Linked DNA regions of Mus musculus: regions 1 and 2 are each linked to region 3. The links are chromatin contacts, called in public Hi-C maps. All regions are on one chromosome and are shown on one strand. The core of a region is the stretch at or near the end of the contact, and the rest is flanking DNA. Distances in the headings are between cores, read along the strand shown. Region 1 has its middle 250 kb from the start of Gm46220. Region 2 has its middle 150 kb from the start of Gm46220. Region 3 has its middle 36 kb from the start of Gm31330.

Region 1 (4,511 bases), core at 1,598-4,097, 410 kb before region 3:
TTACTTTGAAATCCATTATTGCACACTAGTGGTTTTATAACATCAAACATTGATCATATGGGAACTATTGGCTTACTGCCTGCTGTGGTTTCTAAATATGGATATAGTGCATTGCATAATACTTTTTAAAATCACTTTTGTTAACATCACTAAGTCTTGAAGCACTTTCAAGCTACAGTGGTGGATGGAATTTTCCAGAATTCAAAATTGAAGTTGAAAATTAAAATGACGTCAGTGGAAATAAACTGAGTTATTCTTGCAGTGACATAATCCCTTCATTAATTTTTGAGGAAATTCCTAGTCAAATGCCCATGTGAATAATGACAATTTGTTTGTCCAGTGTTCTTTCAAGTAAAAAAAAAAATTCAGTTTGTGAAAAGTAGTCAACAGTGTCTTGTGACTTGTTCATGAAATCTTTTTCTGAAGATCATTCTCTACATCCTATATTAGTACGCACAGAGGTTCATACATATTGCACAGTCTATTGTAAAATACAGAATATCAAAAAGATAAGTAACATTAGGGCAAACCTCTAGTACATTTTATTTTTAGCTTTCTCATTGAAGACAATGTTCAATGAATGTGTTTTTCTGTATGTTTGACTGTGTATGTATACATGTATGTGCATGCATATATGTGTGTTCACATACCTTCATGCCTGTATGTGTTTGTGTGGGCATGTGGGCATGTGTGTGTATGTGTAATAAAACTGAGGCTACATGATTAGCACAGTAGTTCCTAGGCTGGCTTGGCATCACTCATTTAGTTCATGTGTTTAGATGCCAGCAGTTTAACTTCATCACTTTTGTGCCAGTAACATCATGAGGACGTCCCCCATAAACCCATAGGTTTGAATACTTGATCACCAGTTAGGAGAATTTGGGGGGAAGAATAGGGAGGAAATAGCCTTGCTGGATTCTGTGTGCCACTCGTGGCAGGCTCTGATGTTTAAGGAGACTTCTGCTTTTCCACTGCACTGTATCTCCTGTTTTTAGGTCAAGATGTGCTCTTGCAATTGTTCCAGCTACTCTGCTTTTTCTCCATCATCAAGAACTTTACCCCTGAATTCATGAGCCCAACTTAGTGCTGTCTTGTAGAAGTTGCCTTGGTCATTGTGATTTATCACAGAAATATGAAATTATCTAATATGCAGAAGAAAAACCCACAAGCATCATTTCTGTATAGCTATGAAAATAGACTTGACCTTACAGACAAGGGCTGCAGGATCTATACGGACTATGAATTATATTTGGAGAGTTCTGTACCTTACAGAATGCTTGTTTCTTCTGCTAATTTCTAATATGGTATTCCTAAATGTAAAGTTATTCAGTGGATAATATTTTACTGAAAACTATTTAAAATCTTCAGAAGTACTGGATAGAAGTTTGATAGACAAGTTCATTACATAGTTTTATTTGTAACAAAAATCAAGTGTGTGCTGGGCATGGTGGCACACACCTTTAATCCCAGCACTTGGGAGGCAGAGGCAGGCAGATTTCTGAGTTTGAGGCCAGCCTGGTCTACAAAGTGAGTTCCAGAACAGCCAGGGATATACAGAGAAACCCTGTCTCGAAAAAAAAAAATTAAAAATTAAAAAAATTTTAAAAAAATCAAGTGTGCCTAGGGCACTTTTACATAAAGAATACCATGTTATCCTACCAAACTTTCTGGGCAGAAACATAAAAACTCTGACTGTTTAAAGTGGGAACAAAAAAAAAGTAATTAAAGTTTAAAAAAGTAATAAAAATTACATAGAAACTTATATATGGGATCCTAAACTGATAGAATTAGTGCCCTTTTAGTAAGTGACCCAAGTGTGGTGGCACACTATAGTCCCAGCTATTCAGGAGACAAAGCTAGGAAGATAGCTCTGGCCCAGGTGATTAATGATGGGCCACATAGCAAAATGCTTTCAAAAAATAAACAGATTAGTAAGTAGATGCTATAAAGCCAGATATAACACAGAGAAAAAATGCATTGTTCTACAAGCCAAGAATCTATTACCAGAAACCAACTGTGTCAGGTCTTAATGAAGTATATCCAGCCAAGAGCATCACAAGAAAACAAACGTCTGTTGTTTAAGCCATTCCAGAGGATGGCACTTTGTTGTGGCAATCTAAGCAAGAGCCCTGATACAGCACTTATTTTATAATTGATGAAAACTCAATCACAGCCCTAGATTTCACACTCAAAACACAATAAAGAATTGTGGACTTGAATGAAAGACATGCTTTGAAGAAATGCTCAAGTTCAGAAATGTAACGTAACACAGTGGTATACTTTATTTACCTGAAGGTTCAACTCTAATGTTAGGAAGTTAGATTTATTGTTGCTTTCTTAATAACCCAGTCATCTCACGTGTAAAAGCATATTGCATTCAAGTGTCTGGGGCTATTTTCAGGAATCAATACTTGTTCCTTAGCAGTTGCACAGTAGCAGACAATTGCATAAAGAAGCTGTCTGTCTTTATTTACACAATGTATTTTTGTATTCACTAGGCCAGAAAGAATAGTTCTGTGTAGCAGCTGCCATTGTATTTTCTGCTTATCTCAGTCCTGTCTGCCACTGTTATAATTCACCAGCTGACACCCGCCTTGGCAGAAACCACGGGCAGTAATTTCATGCCAAGCAACAACGAAGCTCTGAACTCTGACACAATTCATCTTAGTTCTAGTTAGTAAAGGGGATTCTTTGGATCTTCCCCCACTTCTGTTGAAGCATTTGTGGCTGTAAAGGGGGAGGGGAGGGGGAGGGAGAGAAGATGGGGGATGCAATGGAAATGTACACTGGGGAACAGTTGCTGCTCTGTCTGGAGCAGGGGAACAGTGTCACTGGAAGACAGAGTCACTTGTGAGGGATGAAGACTGGATGTCCAGATAATGACATTCCTGCTTGTTTGGTTTTACAGAGTTGGAAGGATATGAGAGCACATTTGGTCTCCAAAAATACACTACTGTTCAACTCAAATGATTTGGAGGTTCAAAGTGTAATTTCTGGCACTTTCTGATTTAGGAAGCTTGAATTCAGGCATGAAGGCACTTGATTGTAACCATAAAAAATAGCCTTGTTTTGGTTGTGAATGCTTGATAAATAAAATGGAAAACTGCACGTCTTCAAGTTAATTTCTATACTCCCAATGGCCGTGGTTCACGTGGGTTTCATTGCAAGCAGATTAATTTTTAGTCTGAAAATCACCAGTAGCCAGCCAATCACATTTCGAAATCATGCCTTTTAGAAGTTTTGAAATATATTTTTAAAGCACACGTCAGAATCCCCTAGGTTTCCCACAATCTACTGAGAGTAAGAACCGTACTTTCCACACCATTTCCTGATAACTTCATGTGACACACAGTACCACATGAATTGCAGAAGTGAGATGACAGACTAGGTAACCACTCTTTTAAATGTCACCTTGGCCTCAGGTACCCTCTCATGTCAGCCAAACATAAATATCAGGCTAGAACTGTGATGGTATGGCTTTGTATTTCCCCCTTTAAATTCTGTGTATATACAGAGAGAGAGACTGATTAAAAGAAACTCTAATGAGGATATTGCTTCAAATCTCACTCAACTTTCTATCCTCTCACTGATGAATCTTAGCAAACTGAGGAGCCAGTTCTGTTGACAGCATTTTGAAAAAGAAAGCATAAGGGTCACATTTGATTACACTCCTGCTATTTCACTAATGACACGGCAGAGAAAACATTGTATTCAGCCGGATTTCATGTCTCAATACTACCTGGTGATGCTAATTAAATGAAAAAGAATAATTCATCAAAATTTAAAATAAAATTGCATCATGTCATTTATCTCTAGAGAAACAATGGGTCAAAATCATTGATGGCCAAAAAGAAGATTATTTTCGTATGTTTTGCTGATCACAGTTTTTACATCACAGCTTTCAACAAAGTCAGATTCTCCTAATGAAGCATATTTTCAAGAAGCAACTGAAAGATGTGTTCTCTTGAAAAGCTAATTTCTGTCTTGATACACATAAACTGAGGGGTCTTGTGTTCTCTAAAGGAGAGGAAAACCTTTATCAAAATTATAAAAAAAGATATCAGCTAAATAAACTCAGTAAGATCTCAAAAACTTTGTAGGATTTAGCTAATTAACTTAAATCAGTTGATATGTCTGATCAAAAATGATAGCTATGAAGAGGACAGATTGGAACTTGCAAGATAGCCAACTAGACCAACTCATAGTGTCTGATAGACCAAGTCAAGACCTTAAATTAAAAGAGATAGGCTCAAATTTCCATCTTAAGCCAGCCGCCAGAGAGAGATGAAGAGGCTGGTCTTCTGATTAGGAAAAGATCAGTAAATGGATGGTTCCTCACTGACATCTCTCAGATATGGCCTCCATGGCAATGTGGGAAACCCAGTCATGCATAGCCATAACTGGTCTTCTGCACAACCCAGGCTATAGACACACATAGTTGACATTTTGTGGCTATCCTTACAGTGTCCTTTTAATCTCTTCCAAATTTGCTTTGATCATTGCTGTCTACC
Region 2 (4,487 bases), core at 1,149-3,648, 510 kb before region 3:
GATTGGCAGAATTAACAAAGTAAAAATGGCCATCCTACCAAAGGCAATCTATAAATTCAATGCAATCCCTATGAAAATCCCAACACAATTCTTCAAAGACATGGAAAGAGCAATTTTCAAATTCCTCTGGAAAGGGGGAAAAAAAAACAGAATAGCAAAAATAATTCTTAACAATAAAAGAACAGTTGGGGGAATAACCAAGCTTTACTACAGAGAAATAGTGATAAAAAAACTGCATGGTATTGGTACAGAGACAGACACATTGATCAAGGGAACAGAATTGAAAACACAGAAATAAAACCACAGACTTAGAGAAACTTTTGATCTTTGACAAAGACACCAACAATATACAATGGAAAAAAGAAAGCATCTTCAATCAATGATGCTGGTCTAACTGGCTGTCTGTATGCAGAAAATTGAAAATAGACCCATATTTGTCACCCTGTACAAAGCTCAAGTCCAAGTGGATCAAAGACCTCAACATAAAACCCGATACACTGAATCTAATAGAAAGTGGGAAAGAGCCTTGAATTCATTGGCACAGGGGGAAATTTCCTAAACAGAACTCCAATGGCTCATGATCTAAAATCAATAACTGATAAATGGGATCTCATGCAACTGGAAAGCTTCTGTAAGGCAAAGGACATAGTCGATAAGACAAATCACCAACCTTCAGATTGGGGAGTAAAACTACACTATTCCCACATTCAATAGAGGGATAATATCCAAAATATATGAAGAACTCAAGACGTTAAACACCAAAAAGCCAAACAACCCAGTCAAAAAATGGGGTATAGACCTAAACCAAGAATTCACAACAGAGGAATCTCAATTGGCTGAGAAGCACTTAAAGAAATGCTCAAAGTCCTTATTAATCAGGGAAATGTAAATCCAAACGACCCTGAGATTCTACTTTACATGAATCAGAATGCCTAAGATCAAAACCTCAGGCTACTGCACATGTTGGTGAGGATGTGGAAAAAGAGAAACACTCCTTCATTGTTGGTAGGATTGCAAACTGGTACAACCACTCTGGAAATTACTATGGAGGTTCCTCAGAAAATTGGAAATGGATCTACCTGAAGGTCCAGCAGGACCACTCTTGGGAATATACCGAAAAGATGCCTTACAGTGCCATGGGGGCACATGTTCCACTATGTTCATAGCAGCCTTGTTTGTGATAGCCAGAAGCTGGAAACAACCCAGATGTCCCAGGTCAGAAGAATAGATACAGAAAATGGGGCTCATTTCCACAGTGGAATACTACTCAGCTATTAAGAAAGAGTACATCCTGTGTTTTGAAAGCAAAATAGATGGAACTAGAAAATATCATCCTGAGTGAGGTAACTCAGACCCAAAAGAACATGCATGGAATGTAGTCACTAAATAAGTGGATATTAGCCATAAACAAACAAACAAACAAACAAGAAGAAAAGAAATGTACAGAATACCCACGATACAGTCCACAAAAACTAGAGAAGGAGTAGCTCTTTAAAGCACCAGTCTTCAAGGTCAAATATCTAAGACTGCCTTTAAAATTCTTCATGTTATCCCCACTTGAAGGTAATTTATCTGGTTCCCTGCATATTCTGTGCTATATATTTTTGTTCTAGCCTTCACTACTTTTTCCAATTTTTGATTAAATGATGCTTTTGAAAATTAGTTTAATTTACCTTTGCTTTGGCATGAGTGTGTTATATCCTATGTTCATATGTTCATTTTTCTTTCTCATCTCTGTAGTCATCTTTGTTCATTTTGAGATGGCAAAACCAGCCAGCCCTTCCTTGAGAAAGAGGCTGACAGGTGTGAGTAGACAGTCGATTTTCAGCTGTGATCAGAGTGCATCACTTCTCTTAGAATGCACCCTGTGCTACTTTTCCACTAACCAGTCTTTTTCATGACCTATGAAACCATGGCTTTCCCTTTGTTATCATCAGAATTATGGAGTGATTAGTAGGAGGCAAGTATTTAGAGTTTATCTGAAGTATAAATGTATCTTGGAGATATAGTTATTCTAGGAGGTAAAGGATTCACTGCGGGTTTACTGAAAACAACACCGGAGCTAATAACGTGCTAGATTCCCCACCCCACCCCCACCCCGTGGAAGCAGAAACCTGAATCCCTGTGGTCCTTAGAAAAGAACAGGAATTCGGATGCTTACTTTGGGTGGTTTGGAAGAAATTTTCACAGACTCCAGTTTAGAGCCATGGACCATGTAGATGAGTTTTTAAAGGCAACAAGGATGAGTATAGCAGATAGATATTTTTTTCCACAGGAATTGAAATGACATTTCCCTCTTGTCTCAATTCTTAATTGGCTACTCACGGTCACTGGGGTGTTTACACAGCCTCAAGGCTGGCTCCATTCTGTAGCCATCTGTCTCAGTTAGAAGCTCACTACAAGTTCCATATGGCTCCTTAATTCCAACAAGCCTGAAGCATTCTCATGTTCCATAGGGCCAGTTGAGAAGTTACCTTATTTGTTTTGGGTTTGAAATAACTGGAATTGAAATTAGCAGTACTCTACATCTCTCAGAATGCTTTTCCTTTAAAAGAAGATGTTGCCATGGGCACCTGGCATCTTTCTTACATCTTTGCACATGTTTATTTTCTAAATAGAGAACACATATTTTTGCTCCAAAAATAATAGAAAGAAGGGCACATTTTCATTTATGATGTATAGCACTAGCACAATTTCCACCAGATTCATACTGAATTTCCTAATTCTTTCACACACAAAATGCTATTCTTTTCATTTGCATAAGTTGGTGATGCTGGTGGTTAGCTATCTTGCCTGAAAACTGCAGGATCAGAAGTGGTTTGCACCTTAATCTAATCAATTACTTTTATTCAACTTAAACATCTTACAGTGAGTCATCTAAACCATTTCTTTCTGGGGACTTGTTGATCTTGGATATCTCTCTTTGTCCTATGGTGCAATCTATCTATCTCTTTGTGCAATGGACTGTTTTACTTATTATAACTATTTGGCACTGGATTATTTAGAAAACCATCCATTTTATTACAATTCAATATTCCAAATATTGGCGTTTCAGTTTGCTAAGTTCTTTTCCTGCCCTCTACCTCTTCTTCAATTCCCAAAGCTTTCCTGTTGTCTTCATGATCTAAATTCATCCATCCTTATTTCCATATCTTGCATGATTTCTCACTTAACATTTTCAGTCTGGTCAACTGGACCAAATTATGCTTATCTCATTTGTGTTCATGTTGGAAGATTAATTATTCCATTGAAGCCACACCTTCCCACTGTGCCCTAGGGTGCCTAACCTTCTTATGGGAGTCAGTGTATCAGTTCACTGGCTGCTCTAGAATCTGTTCTCCTATTTGATCTGCTTCACAAACATTCAAAATGAACAAACCTTTCCAATGTAAAGCACAGAACAAATTCTTCACCGCTCATACGTCTTTTGTGCCTATTCCCTATAATCGTCACTAAATCTCATGGAATTTTTTCTCCTAGCATGTTACTGTCCATTTTTTCTTTCCCTTTCTTAACATCCATTCTCATTAACTACCTTAAAGATGAGATCATCACTGTCAGCAACACAAACTTCCTGTATATTTCTGTCAGCTGTGCAAGCTTCTTTCTTGGCTACATGTTCACTTATGAATATTTCTTAGATTTTCCAAACTGAAATAAGATAATTACACAATAATAGACCTTAGCTGTGTTTTCTAAGCAGACAATAGTGGCTATTGTAAAAGGTTAAGGTAAGAAAAGTTTGGTTTGATCCAATATTCACTACTGTGTTGTAATGTGAGCAGGGTACAAACCAAATTCTTCAAATGAACATAAGCACTTATGAGTAAAGCAGACATTAAACACTTATTTTTTGTTTGTTTGTTTTCAGTTTTCCTCTGATGTATGTTTTATTAAATAAAATCAGTGCTTATTGTGGTAGCACAAATAAAAACAAACATTTTAAAGTAACCACTCTAATGAACAGTTGCCCAGTTCTAAACTCTGTGGGATGACCAGTTTGAAGTAATGAAGCTTAGCATAGGTTTTTATAGTTTATTCAATTATTTTCCACACATACTTACACAAAGGAAAACTACTATTGCAGTGTTGGAATTAGGAATGAGTCTTTCATGACTCATGCGTTCTTTCTCATAGTATACTATTAACCTTTCTTGGTGACCTTTCTATTGTATACTATATCAACATTTATACATGCTTTTATATACATGTATACTTTTTAGGCTAAGATTAGCATATGAAGAAGAAGATGCTGGGTGTTGATTTGTTTGCATGCTTGTTTGTTTGTTTCTGAGTTTGGGCCACCTCACTTAATATTTTGCTTTCACAGTTCATCTATTTTTATATTCTCATATTATATAGCTAAGTAATGTTCACATGTATAAGTATATACTACACTTTCATTATCCAATCATCTGTTGTAGGCACCTGGGTTGATTCTATTACCATGCCATCATATAAAGCAGCAATGAATATGGGTATGCAAA
Region 3 (4,474 bases), core at 191-2,690:
ATGTTATTCGATAAATAGTTAATGTTTGGCTGTCTGATGTCTAGCATCCACTTCCTACTTTTAAACAATATTCAGATTTGGTTCAGGTATCTGCTTCTCCTCCTCTAGCTAAACTGCTTTGCCCAATTCTGGTTTTGCTCCCACCTCCAATTTTAGGCTTCAAAATGGTTTTGAGTCAAATTATACATTCTGTTCCTTTCTCTGCAGTAATTGGTTCAGGTCTACACATGATCTAATCAAATTTAGCCTGAGTCATCTCAAGAATCTTACTTGGAATCCTACGATAAGAATATTCTTTTTCTCCTCCACAGTAGAGAGACTGCATCATGCTCTGATTTTTCCTCATCTTCATTTTGCAACCATGAGAGAAGCCTGCCAGGGATGAGCAGGATACATGTGTGGAATGGGACAGAGCTGTAGGAGTCTGGGAGCAGTAGACCTGGAGCCCTGATTATACTACACTGGAAGCCATCCTCCAGCTGGCATTTCTCACTGCTGAGCCAATAGATTCCTTTTATTTTTAAGCCACCTTGAATCTAATTGATTTAACACTTTTCTCTCACTCAAAGCCAGTTGTCTTCTAACTAATATACTTGGCTATTCTACACAAACATGTGTAAGAATGATTACATTTCAAAATAGTAAAATTAAAACAAACAAAAAGAAAAAAGGCAAAATAAAAATTAGATTTATGTTAAGATTATATTCATTGGCCAATTAAATCAAAACACAAGCCACTCATTTTAGACATCAAGAACCTTGTTTGATTCCTTACTGCATTCCTAACACCTAGTGTTTGACATTTTTAAAAAGAAATACAGAAAAGTCCATGTTAAATAAGCCTATAGTTATGGTTATGTAGAACATTTTTGTCTAAAGCTATTGGCACGAACTTTCAAGTACTAGGAATTATCATTTTCTTGGTATGTCAGATATCTCAAGCCTGTGACTAAGAAGGCATCTAAGCATCCATGTGGTCTTGTTCAAGTGAAATGACTTGGTTCTAACCTTACCAAAACTGAAAGGGTATATTACAAACAATATATATATTTACATATATTCCAAACGCTTCTATCAATAAATGCTTGGATGTGTTTAGATAGAATATCAGTTTACTTGTAAAGCTTATAAAGAATGTATAACCAAGCTACAAGATGCCTCTAGCTTCACTATTTGTAAAATAAATAACACTAAGATCATTTCTAACTCAAAAACTAACATGAGTTTAGAATTCCTAAGCTATTCTCTCTTCATTATGGTGATCAAAGCTATTCACATTTGCAGCCTATTTTCCTGTTAGTCTTTGTGTGTATTGGGCCTACTGGTTCTGTTTTGGTACTCAGACTGCAATAGCATAATAGGCAAAGATTTCCATGTCCAGAGACCAACAGCACTTCAGCAAGCACTGAAGCACAACTGATTAAAGACAGCATGAATCAGCTCTCCTCTTTACTGAAGGAAACACACACACACACCTCTTCAGAAAGGAGAGGGGATGGGAAGCTTTATGGACAATATGAATCTAAAAGGATAGTATACCAAAAAATGGCAATGAATGGGGCAGGGGTAGTTGAGAAAGGCAGGTATGCTTATACACTCTCCTTGGGGTCAACCATCACCAATATGCTTATATTTTGTTGATGGAGAAGAATTTGAATCTCTGCCAAACTGGTAATAGGAAATGCTTGGCTCTCCATGTGTTCCCCACCCCAACATCTGTCACTGGAGGAGAAGTTGCAGGCAGGAGAAGGCTGAAGGGACTCGAGTCCCACAGCCCTGGATGGTGGAGGAGTGACAGGAGTCCTCAGCACAGTACAGGTGGCAGCCAAGTGGTAACTTTCATGCCAGATGGGAGAGTGTTACATGCTGCCCTCTGGCAGACACAAAGGCCATTGGAGGGATCTTAGAAACCCTCTACTTCTCAAATGGACATATGGTGCCAAGAGGAAGATGCAGAATTTTACCCTAAAAAAATAGTGAACAAAACAAAGATATTTCTTATTTGGAAGGGAGCCACACGCAAATGAAATTACCAGTTTGGATTTTCTGATAAACATAAAACTCTCATAGTAATCTGCAGAACGAGAAAACTAACAAAATCAGTCTTGTCAGTAAAGGACATTCTTCAAGGGAGATATGCCCAACTTCCTTTTACAATCCAATTTCTTCTCTCCACATTAAAATATTGCCTACCCTTTGTCTATCTGCTCATCCCTAAGTTAAACTTTCTTCATGTAACTGACTAGTGGAGAGAGCAATTCCACTCAACCAACATTCCTGTTGGCACGGTAATGGATTCCTTCAAATAGGAAATTGCTACTTTAAAAATCACAGGACGCTTTGAAATCAAGAGAGCTGAGATGTCATTGTGAATTAGCACGGCAGACAAACAGGATCTGGAATGAATTCCTTCCACATTATTTGGACGTGAAGGAGGAAGTAGGTCAGAAAATTATGACCCCTGCATATTTAGCCCAATATACATCCTCATTCCAGGGAGCTAATTGTGGGCTATTGAAAATGAAAGTTTAAAGAGAATAGCATGAAAAAGACATTCTCATAGCTTCTCCTCTGAAGAGCCCATAAATAGCTTGGAAGTTGTCTCCAGGGGACCTTTGCAACAGCTTGTGGGCGGGTAGCTGTAATTAAGAGCAGCCAGATGAAATGTAATCTATTTAAACATCGCCACCATTTTTTTCTTAAAATTATGATTTTTCTCTAGTTTCTTGGCTCAAGAGATATATTTCATTACCCTCCTCGTCTTTCTCAGATATCAAAGCAAAAGTGCAACCCAGTGAGGCAGAAAGGAAAACATTTCTATGAGTGCATAAAATCTTTCAAACTGGGAAAGCACTTAAAAGTGACTAACAGCATCTTATCCTTGATTTCTGTATTTATTACCTGTGTATGAGAACATGGGATATGTAATCATTATAATATTAGGTTCATTTTTTCCCCTACTGAATGTAAAAATGTTCAATCATGAAACTGGAAAGGGTTGGGAGTGATAGGAGAAAGATCTGTGCTTCTTTGAGGAATTCAAATACTGGAAGAAGAAACCTGAAAAGTTATTTTAAAAATTTATGAAACTATACAGAACAAACTAATAATTTTTAAGAACAGTGAGTCAATATATTTCCTAGAGGAAGAAATATATTCAAACACTATTTTATCCCATGGATTAACTGTTGCCAGGACTGAGACATTACCTTTTCTTTCTTTTCTGGAAAGAAATGGGTGCCCCTTTTTGCCACATAAGATCTTTGCAGAGTGAAGGCTCATAACATACTTAGCTAACTAGCACCCTAATTCTGTGTGTACATTTGGGAAGCAATATGGTGTGAAAATGATCCCCATGGTAACCATTCAACTAATAAATTTAGGTTCAGAACGTAATTAGATTTTTAAGCCTTTGGTTGGCCTTCTGTAGAACATCTAATTCAAGGGGTTCGAGGAAAGTTACAGTTTGATTCATTCTTGTACCAGATTGAGTCTTAAATGTCACACCCTAGGTGCCTCTGTCTGTCTGTTCATTCTCATAAACTTGAATGGTTCATGAAATACTATGATAGAATGGTGTTCATAGTTATTTTATAAGCCCCATCAATACCAAATTAAGTCATTAACTCTACCTAAAAATGTAGGCCAATTGCATTTAAAAGATTTGTTTGTTTGTTTGTTTGAGACAAGTCTCTCTATGTAACCCTAACTTGCTTATAGCTCACTATGTGAATCAGGCTGGCCTTAAACTCAAAACTCACAGAGATCTGCCTGCCTCCAAAATACTAGGATTTGAAGATGTGCCACTAAGTCTGGCCCAGCTCAAAAGTATCAATTTGTGGGCTATGGTGGCATATTCCTTTAATCTTCGCTTTCTAGACTCCAAGACAGGCAGATCTCTATGAGTCTGAGGTCAGCCTGGTTAACATACAAGTTCCAGGATAGCTAAGACTTCATAGACCCCCCCAAAAAAAAGTTTTTAAAGAAGTATAAATTTCAAACTTGAGCCACCACAGAGCAAAGAGTTCACATTCTCTGAAATAATGCAGTGTACCTATAAACACGTGTGCCTTAGCATTTGCACACTGTGTAGACATAGCTTTCAGCGAGTTAGAAAGCTGCCTTGATTGAATACTTAAAAATTCTGGACTCATGTCTGCCATCTTTATGGGACCCAAAAGCTCACCTGTTAGTATCCTAAACTCAGAGAATTTATTGTTTCAGAGATTGGGGCACACATACATTCAGGTTAGCTGGATGAGGACCAGAAGTGGCAGCTACTGAGAACTTGCTGGTCTCACCATGATGGTTTACCTCTTAGATTCCAGATGCCACTTGCAAGTACTTCTGTGGGCTTAGTGTTAGGTTTGTCAGTATTAACCTGTGTTCATTGTCACTACTCAGGCTGAAAAACAGGCTCCTCCTTCGTAGTGGAATTGGGTTAGCCGCTGGGGTAATAAAAGAAATATTATGG

What was found. A called contact is a pair of places that touch in the nucleus more often than the background predicts.
Region 1: a contact with region 3 is called in a Hi-C map of cerebellum, with 2.0 times the contacts expected there. The contact joins two enhancer-like sites.
Region 2: a Hi-C map of cerebellar granule neurons shows a contact between it and region 3, with 4 times the contacts expected there. The contact joins two enhancer-like sites. A contact is called at or near these places in 3 of 484 Hi-C or Micro-C datasets (cerebellar granule neurons and cerebellum).

Annotation. Positions count from the first base shown.
Region 1 is chr10:37,810,812-37,815,322 of GRCm38.p6, reverse strand. No RefSeq gene overlaps it. Among named protein-coding and RNA genes, the nearest start is that of Gm46220, 250 kb to the left of the region's middle. Within about 2 kb of position 2,847, at least 59 of the 459 cell types and tissues checked have an H3K27ac peak or open chromatin away from gene starts, as enhancers often do. A contact at or near this core is called in cerebellum, where this site is marked.
Region 2 is chr10:37,905,837-37,910,323 of GRCm38.p6, reverse strand. No RefSeq gene overlaps it. Among named protein-coding and RNA genes, the nearest start is that of Gm46220, 150 kb to the left of the region's middle. Within about 2 kb of position 2,398, at least 9 of the 459 cell types and tissues checked have an H3K27ac peak or open chromatin away from gene starts, as enhancers often do. A contact at or near this core is called in cerebellar granule neurons and cerebellum, where this site is marked.
Region 3 is chr10:37,398,512-37,402,985 of GRCm38.p6, reverse strand. No RefSeq gene overlaps it. Among named protein-coding and RNA genes, the nearest start is that of Gm31330, 36 kb to the left of the region's middle. Within about 2 kb of position 1,440, at least 37 of the 459 cell types and tissues checked have an H3K27ac peak or open chromatin away from gene starts, as enhancers often do. A contact at or near this core is called in cerebellar granule neurons and cerebellum, where this site is marked.